Regions from separate parts of the Bombyx mori genome. Here regions 1, 2, 3 and 4 are each linked to region 5. The links are chromatin contacts, called in public Hi-C maps. All regions are on one chromosome and are shown on one strand. The core of a region is the stretch at or near the end of the contact, and the rest is flanking DNA. Distances in the headings are between cores, read along the strand shown.

Evidence for each region. A called contact is a pair of places that touch in the nucleus more often than the background predicts.
Region 1: a contact with region 5 is called in a Hi-C map of whole pupa, with 5 times the contacts expected there. The contact joins the promoter of LOC134198673 here to the promoter of LOC101737929 in region 5. A contact is called at or near these places in 6 of 7 Hi-C or Micro-C datasets (middle silk gland, midgut, posterior silk gland and 2 more).
Region 2: a contact with region 5 is called in a Hi-C map of posterior silk gland, with 2.0 times the contacts expected there. The contact joins the promoter of Rab-10 here to the promoter of LOC101737929 in region 5. A contact is called at or near these places in 2 of 7 Hi-C or Micro-C datasets (posterior silk gland and whole pupa).
Region 3: a Hi-C map of posterior silk gland shows a contact between it and region 5, with 1.9 times the contacts expected there. The contact joins the promoter of LOC101746146 here to the promoter of LOC101737929 in region 5. A contact is called at or near these places in 5 of 7 Hi-C or Micro-C datasets (middle silk gland, posterior silk gland and whole pupa).
Region 4: a contact with region 5 is called in a Hi-C map of posterior silk gland, with 3 times the contacts expected there. The contact joins the promoter of LOC101743313 here to the promoter of LOC101737929 in region 5. A contact is called at or near these places in 2 of 7 Hi-C or Micro-C datasets (posterior silk gland and whole pupa).

The regions. Positions count from the first base shown.
Region 1 is chr11:19,237,790-19,240,489 of ASM3026992v2, forward strand. It overlaps LOC134198673 (dimethyladenosine transferase 1, mitochondrial), which reads right to left and starts at 1,348. Exons shown (of 1, transcript XM_062671282.1): 1 at 273-1,348. The coding sequence starts at 1,348. The coding sequence ends at 311. It overlaps LOC101746847 (tRNA dimethylallyltransferase), which reads left to right. Exons shown (of 7, transcript XM_038013943.2): 7 at 1-1,699. It overlaps LOC101746569 (cytochrome c oxidase assembly factor 3, mitochondrial), which reads right to left and starts at 1,614. Exons shown (of 1, transcript XM_004927126.3): 1 at 357-1,614. The coding sequence starts at 1,614. The coding sequence ends at 1,351.
Region 2 is chr11:19,502,718-19,505,417 of ASM3026992v2, forward strand. It overlaps Rab-10 (small GTP-binding protein Rab10), which reads right to left and starts at 1,332. Exons shown (of 4, transcript NM_001098352.2): 1 at 1,156-1,332; 2 at 793-992. The coding sequence starts at 1,282. LOC101743029 (cohesin subunit SA-2) reads left to right here and starts at 2,570. Exons shown (of 21, transcript XM_004927037.4): 1 at 2,570-2,700.
Region 3 is chr11:19,286,577-19,289,276 of ASM3026992v2, forward strand. It overlaps LOC101746146 (serine/threonine-protein kinase MAK), which reads right to left and starts at 1,403. Exons shown (of 6, transcript XM_021348649.3): 1 at 1,192-1,403; 2 at 214-1,127. The coding sequence starts at 1,052. It overlaps LOC101745867 (tryptophan--tRNA ligase, mitochondrial), which reads left to right and starts at 1,786. Exons shown (of 6, transcript XM_004927121.5): 1 at 1,786-2,012; 2 at 2,449-2,634. The coding sequence starts at 1,926.
Region 4 is chr11:19,486,361-19,489,060 of ASM3026992v2, forward strand. It overlaps LOC101743313, which reads right to left and starts at 1,377. Exons shown (of 4, transcript XM_004927039.5): 1 at 1,037-1,377. The coding sequence starts at 1,190. It overlaps LOC732998 (proteasome subunit alpha type 6-A), which reads left to right and starts at 2,296. Exons shown (of 5, transcript NM_001046994.1): 1 at 2,296-2,420. The coding sequence starts at 2,345.
Region 5 is chr11:18,640,418-18,643,117 of ASM3026992v2, forward strand. LOC101737929 (mitochondrial cardiolipin hydrolase) reads left to right here and starts at 1,275. Exons shown (of 3, transcript XM_004932841.5): 1 at 1,275-2,081; 2 at 2,370-2,689. The coding sequence starts at 1,625. LOC101736905 reads right to left here and starts at 906. Exons shown (of 35, transcript XM_012696118.4): 1 at 261-906. The coding sequence starts at 631.

The DNA.
Region 1 (2,700 bases), core at 98-2,597, 600 kb after region 5:
ATCATCAGGTGGTGCTGACCTTGCTAATTGTCAGTCAATTTTTTTGCTTGACAGCAGGTTGCAGCCCACCTGCAACTATAATGCTCTATTGCATAGTAAAAATAAATTTAAATATCCCAGCACTGCAGTGACAACAATGCATTACTTTAAACATCAAACAATAAAAAGAAAGGTCTAAAGTTAGGACACCTTATTTGACCAACTTACATTGTATTTTGTAATTGAAGTATACATTTTGTATGGCTGTTTTCAAAGTGAAATAAAAATCGACCTGAAACTAAATTTGTTTTATTTATAAAGTATCTACAGTTCACATGTTACATTCTATATTAACTTCCTCTGCATTTATAAGATTATTTTTATTTTTTGGTGCTCTGTAATCATAATGCTCAAACTCAGGATGTTGCTTTATGATATCATTGTATGCTTCACATAATCTGGCAAATTCCATATTGGTTATCTGAAAAGGCCTGGTCACAGGGTCAATATCAGCAATGTTGTACATTTTTAAAGCTACCTCTTCTCTCACTTCTTCTGGGAACAACGTCTGAGCACCCCGTATCGAATACTTTTGTCTCATTGAAAATATTTGACGGACAACTTTCTCAGTAAGTTTAAATGGCAATTTTATTATTGGATGTTTTAATGGTGTTAGAGTAACTACACCGACGTCTACATCTGGCTTCGGCAAAAATGCAGTACCTGGTATATCAAAATTGTATTTTACAGTGCACCAAGATTGACACATAACTGATAACCTGCACCTTTGCTTATCTAAGATACGGGCAGCCATTCTCTCTGCAACTTCTTTTTGAAAAGTAAGAGTCATTCTTGTTCTCCCAAACAACCATGGTCCTTCATGTTTAGATATCATCTCCAACCATCTTATGATCAAAATTGTAGACACGCTAAATGGTAGATTGCCAATGAGGTGAACTGGTGGAGGTGGATCCAACCAGTGGACTTTTGCATCACTCGGTATAAATTGACTTAAATCTGTTTTCAAAATATCACCCGTTATAATGTCAACATCGACTTTATCTCGACAAGCATCGGCTAAAAGCTCCAACGATGGTAAGAACCGAGGGTCTTTTTCAATTAAAACAAGTTTCTTAGGTGCCTGCCTTATTATAGACCGAGTTATTCCACCCGGGCCGGGTCCAACTTCACAAACGGTATGATTCTGAATATTACCTGAGGCACGCACTATTTTGTCAATAAGTCTCGGTTCCATGAGAAAATTCTGTGACAGCTCTCGTAAAGCGCGTAATTTGTAGAGTTTGATGACATCCTTGATGCTTGGTAGTGGAGGCAGCCTTATCTGTAATGCAGTTTTAGCGACGGCCATGATTACTGCTGTATTTTCGGGGGCTCGTCGAAATCGTCAAGGAACGTCTCCTGTTTGATGGCGAAGATAGAATACAAGTAAACACCCAACACTCCGGCTCCTATCGTGAAGCCCGTCAGTCGATTGCGTTTCGAAATCACTTGTAATTTTTGAACGCGTTCGCGATTTCTCTCTTCGATTAATTTCATATAAGCTATTTCGGCCTGCTTGAGCACTGGATCTTGTTGAGTACCGCTGATTTTCGGTTTATATGCGGAGTCTCCCATTACGGAAATAAACTTTAGAGATAATAACAAGTAATATTAATTAATGCAAACAAGACTCATTAGGTAGTTCGAAATTATTCGAAAATATAGTGTAACCTCAAAAATCGAAAATTTGGATATGTAATCCATAGACAATAAATAGTGATACACTGTGTATATGAATATTCATAGATTTTTTTTGTTGTGTCCTTTCTAGCACAGGTCATGTAGGCTGTCGGTAGGTAGCACTTCTCTTGTAAAGGACCAAACCAAGCAAATATTTTAAGTCAAAAGTAGTGCTTTTATTTATTTAAAACATCCTATTTTTAATGTACTTATACTAAAGACGTATTCAAATGTTTAATATAAAATAGATAGACTCTAGAAGAAGTATATTATTGATAAATGAAATACTAGAAAATAAATTAAAAATAACTTGTGTGCTGATGCATGACGCGACTGTCTGGTTTTAAAATTTTGGTGATGAAGTTTAACTTTATTCTTTGTAGGGATACTATAGTAGCGCTGAGACAGGCGGGGGCTTGAGGCAGGGGGCGCTCAAATATACTATCTGTCCGGTAGTATATTACTGAGTGCACGGGCACGCGATCCCGCCTTCCCTGAGCTGCTATAGACCACAACCTACTCTTCCGTGGCTACAGTATCCTGTCCTTCCTACTCCTAACTCCCTCTTCTCCTCATCTCTTTAATACCCATCCCTACACGCGGCTCCCTCCCGCTTAACACACAAAGTCTGACTTGGCGAGGAAGGCAACACAACGCAGATATGCAACGTGACTTGGCGGACTCGGCGGGTCAGCAAGGCAAGGTGGATGGCCTAGGGCGACGGTGGAGGGCATATAGTCACCGTCGGCCAGACACAACATCCAACCCCTTCTTCAGTCGTAGCGGTTTCCCGTTCCACTGATCCAAGAAGGGTAGGACGAGGGTGTGCGCCTGCGTGAGCGCAAACGTTTGCGCATCTAAATATATCCTGCGTATCTGACCGCTTCCGTTAATGGACTCCGAACAAGCAAAAGTCCTGTGGCGATGGGTAGAAGTAGAGAGGTCTAGCCTGATGTAAGCTAGGCTTTGTCCGATACCTGC
Region 2 (2,700 bases), core at 82-2,581, 860 kb after region 5:
GTTATTTTTTAATGTTCATATTTTGTGACCTTACTGTTAATAGGCAATACTAATATTTTCTCAATGCCACAGAGACTGAGCATGGATAATTTTTAAATTGTCTCATATTAAATCACATTTATAAAGTAACATTTCAATAACAATATTTTACTGTTACTTAAATTGCTATTATTAAACGTGTCTCTACCAAAAAATTTTGTTATAGTGAGTTCTCAATATTTCAGAGTTGTAAGTATCACAGATAATAGTTAGACCAACACTAAGGTTATTGCAAAGAACTACTACAACTCAAAGAATAACTGTTGAAAGTTTACAAGAGTTATTAATGCTAAGAATTGACTGTACAAGTAAATTTTTGTTTGTGAGAACTGATGCAAAACGATAAATAAGTTATGTTAGTTTTACCTTGGTTCACTAGTTATCAAACTAAATTGTTTTTTAATCAAGGACTTTGACCTCATTGAAATTTGTTTTCATTTCATTTATATATTCAAACCAAACTTATTACCAATGTAACTGGCAATATTGCAGCTTTGTGGTTACAATCATTATTCTGTCTAAAACTTCTGCGGTAACTATTTTCAGTACTGCAGTTACATAATATTGACTAGTGAATTTAGCATTTGAGCTATAGCCCAAATTAGGGGATTAATTTTTTCACTAGTGTCACACAGTTTTTATAGAATTTGTTTTATATCTCACATTCTTTGACTATTCAATTTAGGTCCCTTGATATTGATTAAATAACGAAATGTGAAGGAAATGAGTCATTACATATTTGTTGTTACAAACCTCGTCTATATTTCGTAACCATTTAACGATATCATCAAATGTTTTTTCATTTGTTATGTCGTATACGAGCATGATGCCCATAGCGCCGCGGTAATACGACGTCGTGATGGTGTGGAAACGCTCCTGCCCAGCAGTGTCCCATATCTGGAGCTTTATTTTCTTACCCCTTAATTCCACTGTCTTTATTTTGAAGTCGATACCTAAAAATTTAAATTATTGTAAAAGTAGTTACGTTACGTTCAAAGAATTGTTCAATTATTATTGAATAAGTACAGTTTTTAATATTTTATGAAGACAAATCTCCAGTTATTACCGGCACGAGTGCAAGATAGGAAATTAAGAAAATAACAAGGTGGTTCCTACCTATCGTCGAAATAAAAGTCGTTGTGAAGTGGTTATCTGAGAACCTAAACAATATGCACGTTTTTCCAACTCCGGAGTCACCGATGAGAAGCAGTTTGAATAACAAGTCGTATGTTTTTTTGGCCATTTTACAAATTTATTCGTTTTATAAAACAGATATCAAGGATCCAAAATATCCAACCCAAAATATGACAGATCAAAATTTTGTTGCCACTCATTCAGTGCTCCTTTTTTCCAGTATGGCAAACTTTTAGCGGTTTTGCATAATTAATTTAATTGTTTAATTTTTATGGGATTTTATGACCTGTAAGCTAAGACTTTTAAGTCATATCTTATTTTTATTTACATTCTTATTTTTGTGAAAAATGATAATATGGAGTGAAAAGAAATGAAATTAAGATGATTAATATGAGACATTTATCAACTGGGATGAAATTAAATGAAATGAGATGATATGGGACGAAATATAATCTTAGTAAAATGGTGGCCATTTAGTGAGATTTTTTCAGTGGAATTTTTGGAGGATCCCGAGAAGCTACTTCCCAGCGACTTTGTTTCATTTTCCCACATTTGTGCACTTTCACAGATATTAACCAGTTAATAAACTACCGTAATTATATACACATTTAAATCTGAAGAAACACTAAATAGACAAATAAAACAAATCACACAACTTCACTCCTCGTGTTTCCGCCAAAAAATTAATAAATTTAGTAAAGCCATGACTGCCCATTGACTGCCAGTTTTCAAAATAAAATTCCATCAATTAATATATGTGTATCATGATTCCATCCATTGTCAAATGCCCAGAGAGTTAGTAGGTACTACAAGAACTCCATGCAAATGAGCATTTCTCAAAAAATTTGACGGTAATTTTAAAAATCATCTTAAAATATAATATGAATATTTAGGACATATTATGTTAAATACAGCAAGCTAAATCTAAACAGATTCTTAATTCCCGATTGGTTTTGTGTTTTAATAGAGTTTTTACACAAAATAACAGTAAAATATTAGTCAAGGATGAAATAAAAGTTCTTATTTTAGTACTTGGAAATGATTGAAAACCTTAAAGAAAGACGCAGACTGTATTATAAATTTATGTTTTTCTATGGCTTGGTACCGAGACCTTTAAGTCGAGTCTTATGTTTACTTCTTTTAATCTATTTATTCATAATTAAGACAAACTTAAACTAACTTTAAATTAGCATATTTTTTATAAATATCTTTTTCGCTCGCATTTCTCCTAAAATATCCAATGAATTTAATAGTGAAAAATCTAGCGATTGTAATACTACGGAGCTCTAAATCTAATACCTAATATGAGAGCGCCATTCATAATCTATGGTTAAACATACAATGGGCATAGATTCCCTTGTCTTTCCTAATAAGGAAAAATTGTATCAAAAAAAAAATCTATGGTTGTTGTGTTTGCCCTGCGTCGCTTTTGTCGTTTATTGATCGATAGTTTTTGTTCCCTCTCTTTTACTCATTTATTAATGGTGTCTTGGTTGTGCTGCTTCGAAATTCAATAAAATCGAATTA
Region 3 (2,700 bases), core at 153-2,652, 650 kb after region 5:
TCACGACTGAACTGTGCTTAAGCAGCTATCGTATTTGCATTCCGTTATTTGGATTGCAAAAATAGATATCACATCTGTCAGTCAATTCCCTCAATTCAGAAATCAGGTAGAATCGACTCGTAATGCCTCAACATCTACTTAAGTACCTATAGCATTATCAAAAACTAGTTTTGTTGAGCCGAGAACGAGTACTCTATAAACATTTAAACTAACCGTAGAGCTTGAGGTGCAGTAGGTCGATCTCTTGGTGGATATCGCAGTAGAGCAGCAAGTAGAGCAAGTGCTGGGGGAGAGGCCGTCGGCACAACTCGCGCTAATGGTACGCCTGCACTTATAGGGAACCGAAAACGCAAAGCTTCCGCGAGAGAATAGCCTTCAGGCCACTCATCCCGATCGGGAGTTCCGAGTGTAGCACATATTTTATGCAACTGATCGATTTCTGAATTCCCTGGGAATAACGGACGACATGTGTACAATTCCGCTGTGATGCACCCTAACGCCCATAAATCGATGGGTGCTCCGTATCGGGTGTCGTGTAGCAGGACTTCGGGTGCTCGATACCATCGCGTCGACACATAATCCGTGTAGGGCGGCCTCGACCGGACTTCTCTGGCGAGACCCAAGTCGGCGATTTTCACCAATTCCGGTCCGCAGCACAGCAAATTTTCCGGTTTTAGATCGCGGTGAAAGAAGCCGTGTCGATGCATATGTGCTAGCCCTTGCAGAACCTGGTATATGATGTTTCTCAGCACCGGTTCTGGGAATGCACGATCGGCATCCCGTATCAGCTGGTACAGATTTCCCCGCATATATTCAAATACGAAATACAGAGTGTCGTTCTCTCGTATGACTTCCCTTAATTTAACTATATTGGCGTGGTTGAGTTTTTTAAGCGATTTCACTTCTCGAAGATTCATGGCTTCATCCCATGAATAATATTTACGTTTCATACGTTTGATAGCAACTTTTTCCCCTGTGTCTCGTCTTTGTGCGAGCACTACCGATCCATAGGTACCATCGCCTAGTTGCTGTAAGACCACGTAGCGATTCATATTGTTTCTAAGCAATCATAACTGTGCTTTATTTCATAAAAATGATGCTCATTCAAGACAGTAATACATCCGTATCTGTGAAAGTACGGTTTGTGATCTCAATTAGTCAGAAACTCTAAATAAACATCTAGTGGCTTACTTTCAGTATCCTTTGATAAATAATGTTACGAATTTATGCTTGAGAAGAAATTATTTGGAGATAGTAAAGGATTATCTTTCATTACAGGCATCACTTTCAAAATACTTTTAAGTTAATTCAAACTACTTATGTAAAAGATATTTAATAAAATTTAAAATCAGCTTAGAGTCAACATCGTCATGTTATTTTCACAGGTTACCATGGAAACCTAGTAACAACCGTACAGCTGGATATTGATGGAAACATGGTTGGATTTAAATGTGTAATGAAGATTGTTTATTAACTGTTTAATATGTGTTAAAGTGCGCAAATGTGGAAAAAAGAAACAAAGCCGCTGGACGCTATTTCCGGGGATCCTCTAAAAAGTCCACTGAAAAAGTCTCAGTAAATAACCACCATTTTACTGAGACTATATTGCATCTCATATCATCTCGTTTTATTTAATAATTGATTAATGTCTCAAATTAATGAACTTCATTAATGTCGCTCCATTACAATTTTTATAACTGATCATTAGTGATCATACAAAAGATTAGACTTTGTGGTGTAATACCTTCGCCTTTACAGTTGGAAAAATGAAACTATTATTACAATTAATTGTCATTGCCAAACTACAGCTGATCGTGTATCCCTAATCGATTCAGTATAAACATAGTAGGTACACTAAAGTACACTTATTAATTAAGAATATAAAGGTAGTAGTCGGCAATATAAACTATTAATAAATTTAAAAAATGAACTTGATTAAAAGAAGTATTGTTCATTGTAAAAAATGTCTAAAAGGAATTCACAGAAGTTTCAGCCAAAATTGTTGCGTAAAGGTGCAGTATTTACATCGCTTATAACCTAAATATTATTTACAATAAAGTATCAGATCATTTACAACAAAGTATCAACAAACATAAAGAAAACAGTAACAAATAACAGTAACAAAAACAACCCATTAGGATTTCATAGACAAAATTTAATTATATAAATATATTCTCAATCGGTTTTTGAAGGAGTTCAAAACACAGTTTTTTTCATGTTGTAAATATATATTTATATGTACCTATATCAGACACTATGTACCTATGATGTAGTGAAAGTTTGAATTCAACCTGGTTAGTCCGTTTGCAATAATTCTTAAAGTAAAGAGTTTTATGGATAAATGAAACCCACCAATTTAAAATTTGTTATAAAGCAAAAAAATATATTTCATACTTAATTAAAAAATTTGGCTGCTGTTTTTACAAATTTACAAAATATTTATTTTAGAATGCGGCAAATGAAAATTCTCAAGTTGAAGAATGGCCACGACGTGTGGTCTCTGGAATCCAACCAACTGGTAGCCTGCATGTTGGGAACTACTTTGGTGCAATCAGACGCTGTGTGCGCTTGCAACAGCAAGGCAATGACTTAACACTGTTTATTGCTGACTTACACTCCTTAACTGCACAGCAGGTTTGTTTAAGTTTTAAACACACTAGATGTACCTGTATGCTGTACCAATGTAATCTATACATCACT
Region 4 (2,700 bases), core at 127-2,626, 850 kb after region 5:
AGGGGCAAAAGTTTATTCTAGATATCGACTTTGAAAATATGAAAGGTCTTATGTAACGGATTTATAGGACCACATTTAAAAATCAGGTTTCTGTAAGTAATTAATCTGAACAAGTATTAGCAGAGGTTGGGAACCCAATAATAAGTAAAAAGACATAAGAATCACAGTAGGTACCACCACCCCGCCTATTTCTGCTGTGAAGCAGTAATGCGTTTCGGTTTGAAAGGTGGGGCAGCCATTGTAATGTTCAAACTGAGACTCATGTGTCGAGGTAGGTGGCGGCATTTATGTTGTAAATGTCTATAGGCTCCGGTTACCACTTAACACCAGGTGGGCCGTGATCTTGTCTACCCATTTAAGCTATAAAAAATAAAATAATAATGTTAATGTGATTTGTGCAAAAAGTTAATGAAACTTTATGAAAAGCTTTATTTCTCTTATTGAGAAAAGTGATGAAAGTGGTGAATTAAATTAATGCCAAATTCAGGTGGAATGCATGATGATGAGTGACACAGGCTTATGGTATATGGAATATGATATGTTAAGAAATGAGCATCTGACTATGTATGGTATATTCAAGAATTGTGTTGATTGTTGTGTGTTGATTAAAAGCAAGACCTTAGAATTCATGTCTCAGTGGGTGGCAGCATTTGCGTTGGAGATATCTATGGTTACCACTTAACACCTGGTGGGCAGTGAGCTCGTCCACCCTTTTAAGTAATAAAAAAAGAGTAATAAAGAGTAAGAATAATAATAGTAATACATAAACCCAGAAACAACAAATTCTATTCGACTAACATTGCACTTCAATTATTTTTGTATAAAATGTATTCAACATTCAAATTGATTAGAAATTTTGAAAAATCAGACCCTATAGGTATTTATTAACTTTTAATAACAGGCCGCCGAAATCCGTTAACGGATCAACTCAATAAAAAAATTTAAATTATGCAAAAATGTCGTTAAACTGTCGTACTGAAATATTCAAAACCAGATTTGATAACTATCGGCAAACACAACTTATATGTTTAATTACCGTGGAAATCGTATATTCTCTGTGTCCTCCTGAGGTATTTCTCCTCTTGTAGCTCTCTATCTACTTGAGCATGTTTCTCCCTAGCTTCCAAAACTTCTAAGAACGACGAAAACAGTGATTTTCTTTCGTTATTATTTGCAACGGTTTCTTGCATTATGTATTTGGAAAAAAAACTGTGTATAATTACAGAAGGATATCAAAATTATATATCTATAGTAGATTTTATTGATTTCGCAATCCTTTTCTTTTAAAATAATTTAAAAGAAAATCTCGAGAAAATAAACGGAAACTAAATTTAAATCACACAACCTTCACACACAATTAACTGTCAACAACTGAACATAGATACTTTATTTTGTTTGTTTTGTACATTTTCACAGGCATGAGAATCATAAGGCAAACGATAATGCTAAAGGTCAGAAAATAATGGTAGTGCATTATACTTTATGAAGAAAAGACAGCCAAAAAAAGAAAAATTGAACAGAATTTTTAAATAAATGTTTAATTGTTAACAATTTCCTTCAAAACGGATTCTTTATCTTCTTCTTTCAGTATAGCATTCGGTTTCTTGCGATACCAAATTATTACATTTTGTTAAATTAGTAATATAGTGTAACGAACAAAGTAGGTTATTTGAATTTGTAATCAATGGGAATGAAAAAAATAAAAATAAAATGTTATGAAATAATATAAAGGCAAAGTAAAATTATGGAAATTTATAAAGATTTGAATGAGTATTTGTGGTAGAATCTAAGAAGTCACGGACAGTGACTTTGTTTAATTTTCCCTCACTTGTACTATTTTGTAGATGCTAAACAGTTGAAAAGTTGTTATTACTGCGTGCTTAAATCTGAAGAAAGAACTTCTGGCTTTCTCATAAAAAAGTCCAAATAAACTCTTTTGGAAGCACTAAAATGTATTTTATTGTAGAATTGCATTGTATTGTACATGTTTGATAAATTGAATAGAGTGACAGAAATTCACTGCGAGTGCAATGGATATGGAATGCATACTTACATAGGTACATATCTTTGGCTGTAAAAAATAAACTTCAAATACGATTTGATAGTATACCTACCTAACTACTCACAGAGTAATTTTCGTAAAATAGAGGTCAAAAAGTAAAATTTTGTTTCCTTTGCTCAAATTTATTTGTATTTTTTTTTCCATGACTAGCGAGAACAGGATTGATGATATTTTAGATTTGAAAAATTGGCTAAATTGTCAAACATAATTTTTGTCGGCTGTCAAAGTTGCATTGTAGAATTTTGTAAATTTTAATCTTATTTTTGATATTGAATAAATAGAATGGCTCGAGAAAGCAGTGCCGGATTCGACAGACATATTACTATCTTTTCACCTGAGGGAAGACTGTATCAAGTTGGTAAGTTATGTGAAAAATCATGAATTTTACCATCATGCTAAACGAAGTTTGTTATTTTGCCTGAATTTCTTTATTAAATGTTAGAAATTAGTATTTATGCCTTTATTGTATAACGAATGCATTTGTTTATATGTTACAAGAACGTAACAATAATTCTTAAATGAAAAATGAATAGTCATGCTGCCAATAGGTTCTTGGACCAAATTTATAAAAAAATAGTAGAGGTTAGAGAATTTTGAATATAACTTCTCCATCCGTGGCAGAAATAGGGAGAACAGAA
Region 5 (2,700 bases), core at 25-2,524:
TTACTAAATATATGATGATAGTTTAATTTGGACTATAAAATATCTGACAAGAGTATTCTCAAACAGTAATGAGTAGTTCTGCACTCAAAAAAATTAAAAATAATTATTAGAATTACGACAACAGGGGTTTTTGCAAGAGTGTAGTTTATTCGCGCGCTAAGATGTGGCACCACTATCACAAAAACACATTGATAAAGTGACAGTCTTCTTATAAAAGTGGGAAATTTTAATATGAAATGGTTAATGAGATAATCACTTACCTGTGTTCTCTAGATGAAGATTCATTTTCATTCTTAGACTTAACGCCGCTAAATAACGGCGTGTGAGTCTTCCCGCCGGATTTTCCGAATGGGACAAAAGAATTTGATAATTTTCTGAATGATCCATTTCTTGCTCCATTCAGCGACGTTTCTGTATGACTGTCAATACCTTTGGATGATTCTCCATTGTTTTCTAGATATTTTGATTGTTTATCTGCTTCGTAATAGAGACGATAATTTATGTTATCATTCAAAGTTAATAAATCAGTTTTCGAACCCGGAGATTTGTCGGAAAAATCATCGAACGAAACAATTTCGTAGTCATCGTCATTTCCACCAGACTTTTCTGGTTTATATGGTATTTTAGGCATTTTCTTTAGTCAAAATACACGGTAAGCTTCATTGATCGTTTTTCAGAAATGGCCGTAAACGGTAGTTTGTTGTATTGGTTTTTCTATATTTTTTCTTTGAATAATCGACGGCTTTTTCTTAAGATTTATGACACAAGCTCCAACTACAATTGGTACGCTATTGTCACATAACGATGCAACAATTTATGAACCGAGCAAGCACCTTTGTTTATTTTATCTCCTATTTTCAAACTTGATCAATCAAAATCAAACTGAGAATTCAGATTATTTGACATGTCAAATTGTCAATGTCAACGATGATCGCATTGAGTAAGAATCCTGTGCTTAGAGGTACAAAAACACAAACAGTTCTTAAAAATTGCAGCAAACTGAATGGTATTGCTTTACATAGGTACTAGAAGCTTACGAATTTAAAGTTTCATCTAATTATTATTTTTCTAAATTCAAATTTTTTATCTTTAAGACGGTCTTCTTCTAGTTTTTCGCTCTCAATAAACTCCATAACCTTCAATGGCTTAATATTATGTCTCCTTTAGATGAATAGGCCAGTTCACAGATCAACACTCTAAGCAGGACACAGACTACATGCGGTAGACAGCGGCTTGGCTCTGCCCCTGGCATTTCTGAAGTCCATGGGCGGCGGTAACCACTCACCATCAGGTGGGCCGTGTGCTCGTCTGCCTACAAGGGCAATAAAAAAACAAAAAGATAAAAATTAAATTAATTCAAATTTTAACCATAACTTTCAACCCTTCAATTACTAATGTTTAGATTTTTAACTAAAGCTGCGAAATTTCCTTATTGCATTGACTCATTTCATATAGGATCAAAATATTAAAAATAAATCTGAAATAAACAGCATTTCGAGGGTAGTTAAAAAAAGCTTAAGATCGACAGTTTACAAATGCGTGGACAGCATGGTGGGCTTTGGATGTAATTTTGTATTTTAAGACTTTGCGGTTTGTACATATATTTTAAAGTGCAATAATAATAATGGACTTCAAAAGTACAAAGTTTTTCCTGACAACTGCAGCCGCTGTGATCGTCGCTTCACAGGTAGCCAAAAAGATTTATAATTATTTTTTCAACGAAAAGGCAAAATCGTCTCCTGAATTCAACATCAACGACTCTTGCGAATTGCTAACTAACAGAAGTCGTGAAATAAACGATGTCATCTTATTTTCGGACGATGTTATTCGTCATACCATCAGAGTACCACCAAACAAAGAAATAACCATATGTGAAAGTCGTGAATTAAATTGTTTCAAGTTGATTAAATACATAAAGTCGGCGAGAGAAACGCTAGACGTTTGTATGTATCTTATCACGAGCAACGAAATTGCTGAGCAGATTATACGACTGGGACAAAAACACATTTTGGTGAGAATAGTCGTTGATAGCGACATGGCTTACACCCCGCCGTCACAAATTAAGAAGCTGAAAGAATATAGTGAGTATTTAAGTTTTATCAAATACTCGATTGCTGAACCAATATTTTTCACAAATATTAAAGTACATTTCCATTTATGAGCAAACATCTTGAAGGTGTAAACCTTGTTGCCTTGTCAAAGGTATCTTGAACTTGAGGCACAATCCGCTAAATCTCAAGCTAGCCACGTCCGTAGTTAAGGGTATTGGTTTTGATTAATATCAAGAGGAACTGCTATCTTGCAAGATCTCCTGGCCTTATTATTGTGAGATGTACCTCACTATTTCAATTTTTACCTTGTTATTGCAGGTTTCATCCAAATACAAACAAGCAAGAAATCAATACTAATGCATCACAAATTCTGCATCATTGATGGGCCTAAGGCTATTAAACGCAAAAACACCTTAAAGACCTATGCTGAAAAGTTGAATGTGTATTCTCAATGCAATAAAAGTGCAAGACAAACAACGAAATATAAAACTGTTAAAGGTTTCGTTATGTCCGGTTCATTGAATTGGTCCACCCATGCCATGGTATCTAATCATGAGAGTGTAATAGTTACTTCACATCCAAATATTGTTGGTAAATTTGAAAAGGAATTTGAGAGCCTATGGATTGAAAATGATCCGGTAAGATTTTA